Regions from separate parts of the Aedes albopictus genome. Here region 2 is linked to region 1. Evidence: chromatin contacts called from public Hi-C data. All regions are on one chromosome and are shown on one strand. The core of a region is the stretch at or near the end of the contact, and the rest is flanking DNA. Distances in the headings are between cores, read along the strand shown.

Region 1 (6,978 bases), core at 1,906-4,405:
GGAGCTGTATTTAACTTTCTCGCAAATCCAGTTACAACCGGAGTTGCGCTGTCCGAAATCTGAAAGCACATCCAAATACATATAGCCACCTTCATCCCAACCTTATGCACACACACTGACCTCGAATCTTCCAGTTCCCTTCTCGAGCGTCACCAGCAAATTGGTGGCCTTATTCTTCGTTAGAGTTGTCGCACGCAGGAACTGCACATCGTCGAACTGCATCGGACAATCGGCGATCTCGCGCTGCGACAGGTAGGCTATCAACTCCCACACCAGGCTGAGGTAACCTGTGGCGGGAAAAAGAACCCTACCGTCAATGCAATGCCCAGCGGCGTAAACGAAGTCCTGATCCGCCAGGGTGACCTTGAAGCTCATCTGGTTGGACACCCGGAAGGCTACCCATTCGTAGCGCACAATATACCACGAGTCGCGGTGATCCCATCGAATCAACGGTGCGATCATGGGAGTTCCTCGGGCCACCGGAAACTGCACCGGTGGGTAGAGGTTCAGCAGGTTCAGGTCTTGCTGCGCTAAGTACAAACTGTTGGAGAGAACTTTTAGATGTTTGTTTCCAAATAAGAAGATTTAAAACTTACTGTCCTAATGTAGCCAGTAGACTCTTGACGGTTCCCGCGGATTTCTCCACAGGCAGGCATTTGGACTTCCGTTTCAAGGTTTTAAGAATCGGCTGCATAGTATACTTTGCTAGTGGCTCCAATAGCATGCAGTGTTCAGGAATTTTCTCCAACAGGTTCACAACGGAGAACGAATCGTGCACCGCTGTTGACGCGAAGTCCGATGGATTCTTGAGGTTGATCCAGCGATGAGAGGGTTTCAAAGGCTGTGGGATAATGTGCGACACAAGGGTGTTCAACTTTTCCGTCAACTCAGCCGCGGAGTCCTTCGCGTAGAGCATGCTGACAAATGGCAGATGTTCTGCAACGTAGCCTCGTGACTTCAGCTGATCGACGACGGCACAAGTTGGATTCAGTGGACCTCCGACAACTCCGAACCGCGACAGGAATGTATCCTGTATGAATCCATCGAAGGAAAGTGGCGGCGCTGGACGTTTCGATCCCAGTTCCAGAAATGCGTTGAAGTTCATCTCGGTTTTGTACTCAGCTAGCACAGATCCATGATAGTATGCGATTTGGACTATCTGATCCAAAGTTAGGCAGCCATCTAGATAGGCGCAGGTGAACTGCCCGACCGAGTGACCGCCGTATGCGTTTAGTTGGACTCCGGTGACGTTAAGAATATCGGCGTATGCCAGCTGCAGTACAGTTGATCCAATTAAAAGCTGTCGAAGATCAGTTCTTCGCGTTGGTTTGTGGAACAGATCATACCCAAACGTAGTCAATACGGCACAACAATCAGTCACCGTTTTTTGGACACAAGGAAACTGTCGCAACACGTCCAAATCTTCACGCCACTTCAACGAAATACCTGGAAAGATCGCCACGAGTGGTGAATTGTCGAGTTTAACGCGTTTCATATCGAACAGGTCGATAGTCGTGGGCTGCGATGCTCGTTTGTCAAAAATGGCAAAACCTCTATATCGATGCCCAGGAGTCCGAGTACGTTGCACATTGTGCAACAGCGCAACGAAATCAGCGTCAAGTGGACGAGTTGCTATGTCCTCAAACATGTATTCTATTGCTTCTTTGGTTCTACTAGACCATGTGATCAGACGTGGAAGATCATCGTCCGGAACTCCGTATCCGATTTTATCCTTTGTATTACGCTGAATTAGCATGTGTGCGTTGGCTCCACCGAAGCCGAAAGAGTTGATCGCGATGAGAGGACCTTCTAGAGGTTTGGCTTGGTCCACCACTTGTAGACGACCTGCGGTTAAGGCTGGCACGTCTGGACGTGTTTTGGTGAAGTTGATATTCGGAGGAATCAAGTCATTTTCCATTGCAATGACACACTTCGAAAGCGATGACAACGCCGCCGAAGCTTCCGAATGCCCAATGTTGGACTTTACGGACCCAATAGGTAGAGGTCGGTCACGATCGGTGCAGAATATCTTGTCGATTGCGTCACACTCTTCCGGATCTCCTACTACGGTTCCAGTACTATGAGCTTCGATGAACGCAATGTCCCTGGGATCGATTGATATCTCATCGTAGAATTCACTCATCAGCTGCGTTTGCATCACACCTGAAGGATATGTTATCCCTTCAGATTTGAACCCGTCGCAATTGGTTTTAGTGTGTAGAATATGCGCATAAATTCTGTTGGCGTCTTTAGCCTTTTGTAGAAAAGCAGCACACAAAACTTCAGATCGAGTATACCCGTTGGCTTTTTCGTCGAATGGTCGACACACTCCATCCTTGGACAAAACGCCTAGCAATGCGAACTGATACGAAATGTAGGGATGCAAGCAAAGGTTAGTCCCCAATACAAGGGCTGCATCGCATTCTCCACTCAATATCTTCCTGCGAGCTACATCCAAAGCGTACATACTGCTGCTGCAGGCAGTGTCCATCACTAAGGAAGGTCCGCGAAGATCAAGCGTATAGGAAATCCTGTTGGCCACCTGGGACTTGGCACATCTATCGAAAAAGAAGTCAATCTATACCAGACACAAGCAAAATAGCCCTCAGCTTACCCTAGCATAGCATAGCCCTTCGGTGGACAAGATTGGAAAAACAGCCTAGCCTCAGTTTCCGAGAAGCAGACTCCAACGAACACACCCGTTCGCGATCCCCGAACCATTTCCGGGTTGGTCCCCGAATCTAGGATCGCTTCGTAGGCATGTTCCAGCAAAAGCCGCAGCTGCGGGTCCATAGCATTGCACTGATTCCGACTGATGCCAAAGAACTCCCGATCGAACTTGTCCAAGTTGTTGATCTTACCGGAACGGCGCGGAATCTCCGGCACAGTGTGCGGCCAACGTGTTTCCTTATCATCCACCAGATCACGCTTATCGTACAGATTCTCAGCAAACTGACGTATGTTGTCCGATTGCGGAAACCGTCCGGATATACCGGAAAGCACTACGCACTCATCTAGCTTAACCGAACCCAAACCACCGGCAGACGACATCGCGATACACAGAGTACAACGGTATTCCAACTGCAGTTAACAATCGATCGAAAACTGACGAAGAATTTGCATGACTGAATGGTTTTATATCGCAGGCCGTCCAATTTTTTGGCAATCGAAAATAAGATGCAAATTTCACTGCAGTCGAAAGGCAGTTCAACGACATGCTATGTAGCAGACGGCGTTCTTCAATTTAACCGACCTATGAAGTTCAAAACATTCTACAGAAGCTAATTAATCCAATGGTCGTCTAAACAATTCTAAACAAGCCGTAGGTCATGAATCAACAAATTGCCGAAAAATCAAACTAACAATAAATTGAGCCTAATGCGCTACGCAAAACGTCCAGACGACTGCTTAATGAATGTGCATTTCAAATACTACGCCGTTTAACGCATTCAGCAATTTAAATTACAAGCCGAAGACTGACGGCCCTGAAGAGGAAAGCTTTTGTTGGCACACGCCCCGCCCGACAAATGGAAGTTATTGACGGACATCTGGGAGCAGGCGCGTGGTTTCGCAGGAAACCAGCATAATTTGTGAGGAGCGGACCTGGTGTGATGGTTAGAACACTTGACTATCACGCCGAGGACCTGGAATCGAATACCACTCCCGACAAACTCGCAAAATGTGAGTTCTTCCTTCGGAAGGGAAGTAAGAGCGTGGGTCCCGAGATGAACTAGCTGATAATGCATGTGTATTAAGTTATTGTTGACAGATTTCTTGCTGTGTTAGTGTGAAATTTGGCGATTTGCTGTATCGCGTAAGCTTTCGCTGGAAGAAAACGTCATCTTATTTAGCGAAGCAAGGAAAATTTTCAATGCAAAAAGCAATACAGGGTTGAAAAAATCTCACTCAATTGAATGAAATTGCGCTGAACTGCATTGGGCAAGTTTGGCTGATACATCGACATTTTGTGAATCGATTCGAATCGGGCCAGCAGAATCGATTCACCGATTTAATCGAATACTTTGAATCGATGTTTTCACATCGATTCGATATTATAAAATGTGGCAAAACCAAAAAAGGATCTGTTTGCAGCATGGAGTATAATGGAGTATTAGTCTAAATAAATTGAATATCAAAAATTGAGATTGTTCATCGAACCGTCTCTGAAGGAATTCCTGGATAAATGCGTGAAGGAAATCCTAAAGAAATTCCTGGAGGTATTCCAGGAGAATTTCCTGGGGGACTCCCTGGAGAAATTCTTGTAGGATTGCCTAGCGCATATTTTGGAAGAAATCTCGAAGGAATCCCTGGATGAACTCCTAGAGGATTCCCTAGAGGAAATCTGAGAGGAATCTCTGGAGAAGAAACATTTTGAGGAATTCCTGGAGGAATCCTTAGAGAAATTTCTGAAGAAATTCTTGGAAGAACTCCTGGAGGACTTTTTGGAAAAATCGCTGGAGGAATCCCTGAAGCAATTACTGGAAGAACCTGAGGAGAAATGCCTGGAGGATCTTCTAGACAAATTCCTGGTGGAATTTCAAGTGGAACTCCTGGAGAAATCCATAGAGGAATTCTTGAAAAAATCCCTGGAGGAAACTCTGAAAGAATTCTGTGAGGAATCCCTGGAGAAATTTCAGAAGAAATTCCTTGAGGAATTCCCCCGAGAACTGTTTCTGGAGGAATTCTTGGAGGAATTTCTGGAGAAATCGTTGAAGAAATTTCTGGAGGAATGTCTGGAAGAATCCTAAGAGGAATCCCTGGAGAAATTTCTGAAGAAATTCCTGGAGGAGTTCCCAGGGCAATTCCTGGAGGAAATCCTGGAGGAAATTCCGGAGGAATCCCTGGAAAAACTCCTGCAAGAATTCCTGAATAAATTCCAGAAAGAATTTCTGAAGGAATCCATGGAGGATTTCCTGGGGAAATTCCTAGACGAACTGCTGTAGGAATTTCCGAAAGAAATCCTGAAGGAACTCCTGGATCAATTCGTGGAGGAACTCTTAGAGGAATTCCTGAAGAAATACCTGGGGTAATCCCTGGAGAAAATCTTGATTAAATTCCCGGAAAAGTCCCTTGAAAAATGCCAGGATGAAATCCTTGAGGAATGCCTGGAAGAATACCTGGAAAAATTCCTGAAAAAAATCCGGGAGGAGTTCCTGGGGGAATTTCTAAGGGAATCCCTGAAGGATTGCTCAAGAAATCTTTTAAGGAATTCCTAGAAGAATCTCAGAATTCTGAGATTCCTTAAATAATTCATGCAGGAATCGCCTAAAAAATTCTTAGAATAATTCGTGGATAAACTCCGGGAGGAATTCCTGGGGAAATTTCTGAAATTTTTTTGGAGAAATTTTTTTGGAGAAATTGCCGTAGGTATTGCGGAGGTATTCCTTGAGGAATTCCTGGAGGCTTAGAATAATTCCTGAAGGAGTGCCTTGGGGAACCCCTGGAGAAATTCTTGGAGACATGCTTGAAGGAGTTCCTGGAGGATTCTCTAGAGAAATTTCTTGAGGAATCCCTGCTTGGACCTCTCCATTTTTTCAAAAATGTTCACCCCCATATTTTGATTGGCATCCTAATAGAAGTAACTGGTCAAAATATTAGCCAAATCCATTGAAATTATGAGGTGCATCAAATCAATTTAGTGTTTTTAGACTCTTTTCGAACTTTAAAAATCCTAACTACACTAAAACTTGTCAAAAATTAATTCCTTCAGCACAAACTGAACACACAAGATTCCTCCAGGAATTTCTCCTAAAAGTGTACCAGTAGGAAATCCTCCAGAGATTCACCATGCAATGTATAGTATGGTGAAACTTTCAGGAAGAATTCCTGTAGGAATCTCTGGAGGAATTCCTAGAGGAATCTTTAGAGAAATTGCTAAAGGAGTTCACGAACGAATCCTAAGTAAGAACTTTTAAAGGAATCTTTGCAGGAATTCCTAGAGGAATCCTGGAGGAATTTCTGGAGGAATCCCAGGAATAATTCCTGAAGAAATCCAAGGATCAATTTCTGAGGGAATACTAGGAGGAGTTTCTGGAGAAATCCCAGAATGAAGTACTGAAGAAATCGCTGAAATTCCAGGAGGGATTCCTGAAGGAATCCCAAGAAGAGCTCTCGGAGGCAGTTTCAAAAAAATCCTGGAAGTTGTTCCCGAAAGAATCCCACAAGGAATTCCCAGGTGAATCCCTGGAGCAATTTTGGATAATTTTTTGAAGAATCCCCATGATGAATCCCGGAAGCAGTCCCATGAGGAATTCCTTAAGGAAACTCACGAGAACTTTCTTAGCGAATTCCTGGAAGAATTTCTGTAGGAATCCCAAGGTAAAAATTTGAAGCAATCCATGTCTTCAGTAAGACGAATTATTGAAGGAATACTTAGATGGACTCCTAATGAATTTATTAAGATGTTCCTGGATTAATTTTTGAATAATCTCTAATAAAATTGTCTGAAAGAATTTCTTGAAGATATTCCTGCAGAAATACTTCGAATAATTCCAAATGAAATGATTGAAGCAATCTTCAGCGGAATACTGGGAGGTATATATATATATATATGTAGGAATCCTTGAATAAATCTCTGAAGGAATACCTGCAGAAATACCTTAAAGGATCTCTGGAGAAATTCCTAAAAGAAACGTCGAAAACAGCTCTTAAATCATCACTGGAGGAACCTTTAAATATATCACAGGTTAAACTCCCGAATGTCTATTGGAATCCCTACATGAATTCTTAAAGGAATCTCTGGAGGTATTCAAGATGGAATCACTGCAGCAAGCTATGGAAAAAAAATCCTGGAGGAATTGCTCATACTTATATGGTTTACGAAACTAGAAACAAATCTTAAACAGTCATTTTGATTCCTCGAAGCTGCAATGCCTATTTGCATATTCACATATGGGGCGCCCATACCGCTTAAAGGTCGTCTCAAGACGTACCAACCATTTAAGACTTACGGTGGAGGACTTAGAACATCCTAACTTT
Region 2 (6,652 bases), core at 516-3,015, 290 kb before region 1:
AGAGCTCGGCAGCTTTGTCCAAGGTGGAGTTGGAAGCTCCCTGGAGGCTAACTAGCGTCGTCAGCAGCTTCGAAACCGAGATTATCTGAAAACAAAAGGATCGATGTAAGGGATCCCTCAATTTCAAGTTATTAATTAAAACCTACCAGAACTTGATCGCTGTTGTGGTGTACAATGCTTACTAAATCCTCCAGTACCGCTTCACATGAATCGATTAGTTTCTGCTGACATTGGTTTTCCTTATTTTCGTCACTTTTCTCCAGAACCACCCTCATCAGATCCACCGCACAGGAACAGCTCTGTTTCGTCCGAATCCACTTCAAAGCCAAATCCGCTATCCTTTTGCGGAAGACTTCTCCAATCGGTTCCAAGTCCACTATACACGCCAAAATCTCGAACAGAACATCCATGCAGTCATCCCGTTCGCTCGAACCGGAACTGTCCAGACTTTTCTCGTCGGAAACTTTCCGTCGTTTCCTCGTGTTCCCGGGTCCTTTCTCGGCGTGTTGTGCCGCCGTGTAGCGTTCTATGTCGTCCAAAAAGTCCTTCAGATTGTCTCGGAAGAAGTTGTCTTCCAGAGAAATGGCGTTGCGTTGATCCTCCTTGCTGCAGCTATCTTTCTTCAGCTGCCGGATGTAGTGCAGGTAGTCTACCACGTGGCGCAGAATGAAGCTATTTCTGGAAGATGGGAAAAAGAATTAAAAAAGAGGATGAAATCATGTAGTTTCCAAACCAATCCAGTTTACTCACTTTGTAGACAAAATATTCTTCACCTCCTGGAAGCTCATCTTCAGCAAATAGTGCAGATCCATCTCCTTCATGTAGTCGTTTCGCTCCAGAATGATGTACATCTTGCACGTTACCAATCCGAGATGTTTGATCTGCTTACAGAAGCCGGACACGCTGATATTCTTCGTCAGCACGTACGTCATGGGCAGATTCCCGTAGCACAGGTTCACCAGAATCGAAAGCGCCAACGTCACCAGTTCGGTTTTATCCTTCTGGCCACTGCCCTGCTCCATCACCGACAACAGTTTGAGAATCAGCGACTCGACATAAGGTTCGTAGCTTTCCAGCTGCGCTCCATGGGTCAGCTTCTCGATCAGCGCCAGCAGTCGCTGCTGCTGTTCGGTGCTGTGAATTTCCTTCAGCAGATTGGCCAACGTCGGCAGATAGTGGAAATTGCGGATCAACGCTTGTCGGATTTCCTCGCATTTTGACGCCGTTTCCAGCACGGACACTGCCGCCCACAGCAGGGACATCTTCTTCGATCCGGTGCTCATCAACCGGTGCAGGTTGACGAAGAAAATGTTGTTCCCGTAGACGGACAGGTCGAACGTTCGCTGGTCGGTGACCACCGCCAGGTGCTGGAAGAAAGGTGATTGATTACTTTCGCCCCATCTGGAGTATGGTTTATTACTTACGTTAAGACTGTTGATGATTTGGGTTTCATTTCCGTAGGTGCTGCTCACGAAATACGATTGGATGTGGCTGTTGAAATCGCTTATGTGGGACGACATTCCGACAAGAGCTAGTCACTAATCACGCACTAGAAACACGCACAAATCACAGATATACTAGAAAAATAATGTTGGCCACGGCTTGCATGCACAGATGTATTACGGGAGCAATGAAATACAGTGTAAAAAGAGCAATAATGCAGTAAAAATTTCATAAAATAGCTAGTAAAACTAAACACAGAAAACGAATAAATTCAGTCGCGTTTTGACAGTCGTTATAACTAGCCCGGCGCGGCGCAAGACGCGGTAAACAAAATTCAAAACGAGAACTGTCAATCGAGCGTTACATAGATAGGCGTTACAGACGTTACGTTATGAAGCGCAACCGAGCTGCAGTCCAGCCCTGCGAACACTTCTGCACTTGAAGAAATCATACGCCGAGAGCTGGCAATTTTTTTTAATATTCATTATATTCAGAGTCGGATTTAAGGGGGGGCCAGGGGGGCCATGGCCCCGGGGCACCACATTTAAGGGGCCCCCACAAAATGTTACTTCAAATAGGAACCGAAAAAAAAGTAGTGCTAGAAACATCTTGATTTAATTTTTATCCCAAATACTATTATTCTCAAGATGTGTTTGAAATATTGTGCTTCAAATCAGAAAGAAGCAGATATCTGCCTTTTCATAAAATTTCAAACTTTTCCAGAAAGTTGTTAAGATTTTTAAGGTTTGAATTGATCACTCTTGTGAATTGCACAAGTTATTTGACCTAAAATACATGAGAAAATCTTCACCTGAATTCTGGACGAAATCTTAAATGCTATGGAATAGAGAATCAAAAAGTTTCTGCTGAAAATTCGTGTTTATTACTGTCTAAAATTATTGATATTATTTAAAAAAAAAAATCTACATAGTTCTTTGAAGATTTGCAAGTGTTTCTATCAGAATAAAGAACAGTTTTTAGAATTGTAGAGTTTGATTTCGCTTACCAAACTTATAAATTATTCAAATCGAACCCCGGAATTGTTGAAATATTTCTTTGAAGGAACAAGCAAGAATTTTTTGGTCGGATTTAGGTGGAGATCTGATCAGATTTTCTTCAATATGATTAAATCCATGACGAATTTTTCTTCCTGGCTTGAATGTGTAACTCTTAACAAATCCATAGGTTCCTTATAAAAATAGCAGTAGATGTTTGTGGAGAAATTATTGAAAGATCCTGAAATATTTAAAGTTTTCCAAACAATTTTTGTTTAATTTGGCTAAAAACTCGTCCGCCAAAGATTATTATGAAATTTTACTTATAAACTTATAACTTATACTTCAAAGTAAAACAGAAATTCCATCAGGAACTCATTATGGATTGCCGATGAAATTTCTTTAGCAGCTTTTAGTAGAATTTCCGCTAAAAATACCACTATGGTTTTTTTGCCTCTTGAAGTGCCACAAGGAGTTCTTAACAATTATTTTGCGCGTTCACCAGAAACTCCTCTCGAAGTCGCGTCAGGAATGTTTATGATTAAGTTCTACAAAAAAAAAGAAACCTGGTAATCGGTCACCAACTCTATAGATATTATTAATGATTCCGCAAGAAATTCTATTTGGAGGTTTTGCAATAATGGCCCCAAAAATAGCGCTTTAAATTTTATCTGAAATTTATCAAAAATGTCTCCTATAAAATCTATTTTTAAATTTCTTAAAGGACTTTCTCATGAATTTCAACTTGATGAATGGAATCTAATACTATGAACATTCTCGGATAAAGCGTTATTTATTTGATACAATTTCTTTTACATTCGTCCTCAGACTAGATTTTCAAATCTGGATCTCTGTTATGCTTAGTTTATAGTAGATGCCTTTTTCCTAGTTACGCTTATTAAACTTCAATAACAACCCTAATTTTTGGAAGAATTTTCCATATTTTTTTGATTTTTCTACAATGAAAAAGAAATATCCTCTAAAAAGAGGGCCCCCACAACACTGTGGCCCCGGGCCCCCACATTTGTAAATCCGGCCCTGATTATATTGAATTTAAGGTCTGTTTCAATTGGAGATTTAAAATTAATTCTAGATTGAGTTTAAATAAGGGCGAAAATAACATGAGAGAGTTCTCTTCATCGACTCTCTCTTCTTCAAATTAAAGTGACAAGATGCAAGTATGGTTGAACTTTTTGGTCATAAATCGCTAGGTTGCGATGTAATCTAGCATAAGTGTAAAAAAGGTCGATTGAACTTGCATCTTGACACTTTAATTTGCAGAAGAGAGAGTCGATGACGAGAATTCTCTCATGTTACTTTCGCCACTTTCGCCCTTATTTAAACTCAATCTAGAATTGTCACTTAAACTTGACAGTTCGATAATTATTGCCTTAGGAGAACTGTCAATTTGAAGTGTCAAACTGTCAAATTTAAGTAAAAATTAATTTTTATTCGCCAATTGGAACAGACCCTTAGATTATTAAATTAGATATAGCACAGAGAACAGACGTTTAAGCTCGAACAAAAATACGTCGAAATCGTGTGTAAAGGATTTAAGTGTACCTCAACGCCACCAACGGAGACTGCCCCACATTTAAAGTCGGTATGACCAACAATTTGACTCCACGATGGCAGTGTTCATCCACAGACAAACAGACGTCTCACTCTACTCACTTTCGATCGTTACCCTTTTAACGGTCAGTTCAAATATTTTGTAGTTCGCAAATCTCTCGGTCACGGCGCTCGCATCGTTTTCGCTTCTGTTTGACGTTTGCTCACTACTGCCACCTACTGAGTGGTTTGCGTAACACAGCGTGGTTAGCGATTATGATTTCGTAACGATGATTTTTATCGCAATGTGTTCCAAGTGATACGTCTGTTTGTCTGTGGTTCATCGTTGAAATACACTAGCCCACAAAGCGATACGAGCGCCAAACGGACAAAAACGGCGAGCACTAGAAACAAAAATGACAACACAACAATGAGCCTCTGTACGAATTTGCCCTGTCCTGCTCACTCCCACTGAAAATTTGAAAACACCGCGCACAGTAAAAGCACAGAGAACAGACGTTTAAGCTCGAACAAAAATACGTCGAAATCGTGTGTAAAGGATTTAAGTGTACATGGAACCGCCAAACTACCCAAAATTGAGTTCTTTTGACGCAATCCCATAGTTCCCCCCTCATTCAACCCAAATTTGAGTAAACCTGCATTTACCCAAAATTGGCTTATTGGGCTCAAGGACCCAATAAGAGATGCATCTCTGTTTGTTTTTGACAACATCGGTGAGGGAAAGAGGGAAAACAACCTAATTTTGGGTAACTAGTTTATTCGATATACTCAGCTTTGAGTAAAATCGACCCAAAAATTAGGTAGTTTAATTTCTCCGTATACCTCCCTCAACGCCACCAATGGAGACTGCCCCACATATAAAGTCGATTTGACCCAACGATGGCAGTGTTCATCGTTAAAACACACTAGCCCACAAAGCGACACGAGCGCCAAACGGCCAAAAACGGCGAGCACTGGAAACAAATATGACAACACCACAATGTAAGTGATGGGACGCTAGCGCCGCGCAACGGGAGCATAACCACTTACTCTGATATGACCGTTACAAAGTTCTACACAAAGCAGAAAGCGAAGATAGACGTCTGTTCTCTGTGGTAAAAGTCACATTTGACTTTTACTGTGCGAACTGTTTTAAAATTTTCTGTGGGAGTGAGCAGTACGCCAGATTCGTGCAGAGGCTCATGTAAGTGATGGCACGCTAGCGCCACGCAACGGGAGCATAACCACATACTCTGATATGACCGTTACAAAGTTTTACACAAGGCAGAAAGCAAAGATAGACGTCTGCTCCCCAGACCGTTATTATAAAATAAAAATCTCCATCCATTCGGTGCCCACCATTCGTTTTCTATGACAATCCTGCATGTCTGGGCAAAATTTGAAAAAAATCGTAGGGCCCATTTTTTAGTTAGGCCCTCTTAAAGGGCGTAAAGCCATATATTCAATGAAAAAATCGAAATATTTATGTGGTCAGACATTTTTTTAACGATTTTGATAAAGTATTTTCACGATGAATCGTTTTGTATTGAGTACCAGTAGTGTCAAACATAGTTTTGACTGATTTCTACCAACATGTGAAAAGGGCGGAACAATCATTGTACGCCTTAGCTCCTTCCGTCCCTCCTAGGCGTATTTCAATTTATTTATGAAAACATATCGTTATCAGATACAAGGGAGTCTGCTCTACCTGTTACTGATCAGAGGTTGCAGAAATTTGTAATGGTTGTTACGCCATTTTCAAATGCTAGTCTAGATTTTTTGATGAAAATGTGAACATATTAGTGTTGTAATATGGATAAGTAAGGACTATTGCGTGAGTATTTCAATAAATTCTGAACATCTATGTTTGCTTCAACTAAGAATGAAACGCAGACAAAATTACAAGAAAAGAAATAATAGGATATAAATGTACCTAACACACGATAAAAAAGATTATGAAATTTAAATAGAATTTCAGGGATTATAATAGAATTTGTAGAAAAAAGATAGAACCTTGAAAGTTTATCCATATAAGTGTGAAAACGAACTTCATTCATGTTCGTTTTCACGCTTATATGGATAAACACAAAATAAATACCCAAGTATGAGACAGAGCAGATCCCAACAAAATATGTGGAATGGGTTTAAACATATTTGTTACAAGATATCAATCGTTTTTCCAGTGTTTTATGTCTCTCGAGTCTAATAACATTTAATCATTCTCAAGAGTTGATAAAGTGATATCCATCATGATGTTTGGACATTCTAGTGTGAGGCAAATGTCTTTTAAGACGTTATCTAGGGCCTGAATCCTACTTCTAATGTAAAGGACAGAGAAGTAAGACATTTCGACTAGAAATCTTATTGGGCTAAACGCTATTTAAAAACGATAAAAAGTTATTTTGGTATTCTATGTCAATACATTTATACATTTTTTTTATATTTGTTAAAAAAGGATTCAAAGTTGTTAATAAATCAACCATCTGAAGGAAAGAAGGTCAGTATTACGGTCCCTTAAATATTGAAAGAATTGTGCGGACAAAAGGGAGGAGGGGGTGAGAATGGCCATCGATTGATTTCTTTCTTACTGTTATCATCCTCTTTTCTTACAAAAAAAAACAAAAATAATACACAAAACAAACCAGAACAAATACCTTACGTTG

Evidence for each region. A called contact is a pair of places that touch in the nucleus more often than the background predicts.
Region 2: a contact with region 1 is called in a Hi-C map of whole pupa, with 8 times the contacts expected there. The contact joins the promoter of LOC109427814 here to the promoter of LOC109421326 in region 1. A contact is called at or near these places in 2 of 3 Hi-C or Micro-C datasets (whole body and whole pupa).

The regions. Positions count from the first base shown.
Region 1 is chr2:41,946,698-41,953,675 of AalbF5, reverse strand. It overlaps LOC109421326 (fatty acid synthase), which reads right to left and starts at 3,155. Exons shown (of 6, transcript XM_019695833.3): 1 at 2,615-3,155; 2 at 597-2,558; 3 at 121-541; 4 at 1-59. The coding sequence starts at 3,051. All of the region lies in intron 3 of LOC109427815 (eEF1A lysine and N-terminal methyltransferase homolog), which reads left to right.
Region 2 is chr2:42,238,408-42,245,059 of AalbF5, reverse strand. LOC109427814 (testis-specific gene 10 protein) reads right to left here and starts at 1,765. Exons shown (of 6, transcript XM_029871198.2): 1 at 1,425-1,765; 2 at 751-1,367; 3 at 147-678; 4 at 1-85. The coding sequence starts at 1,520.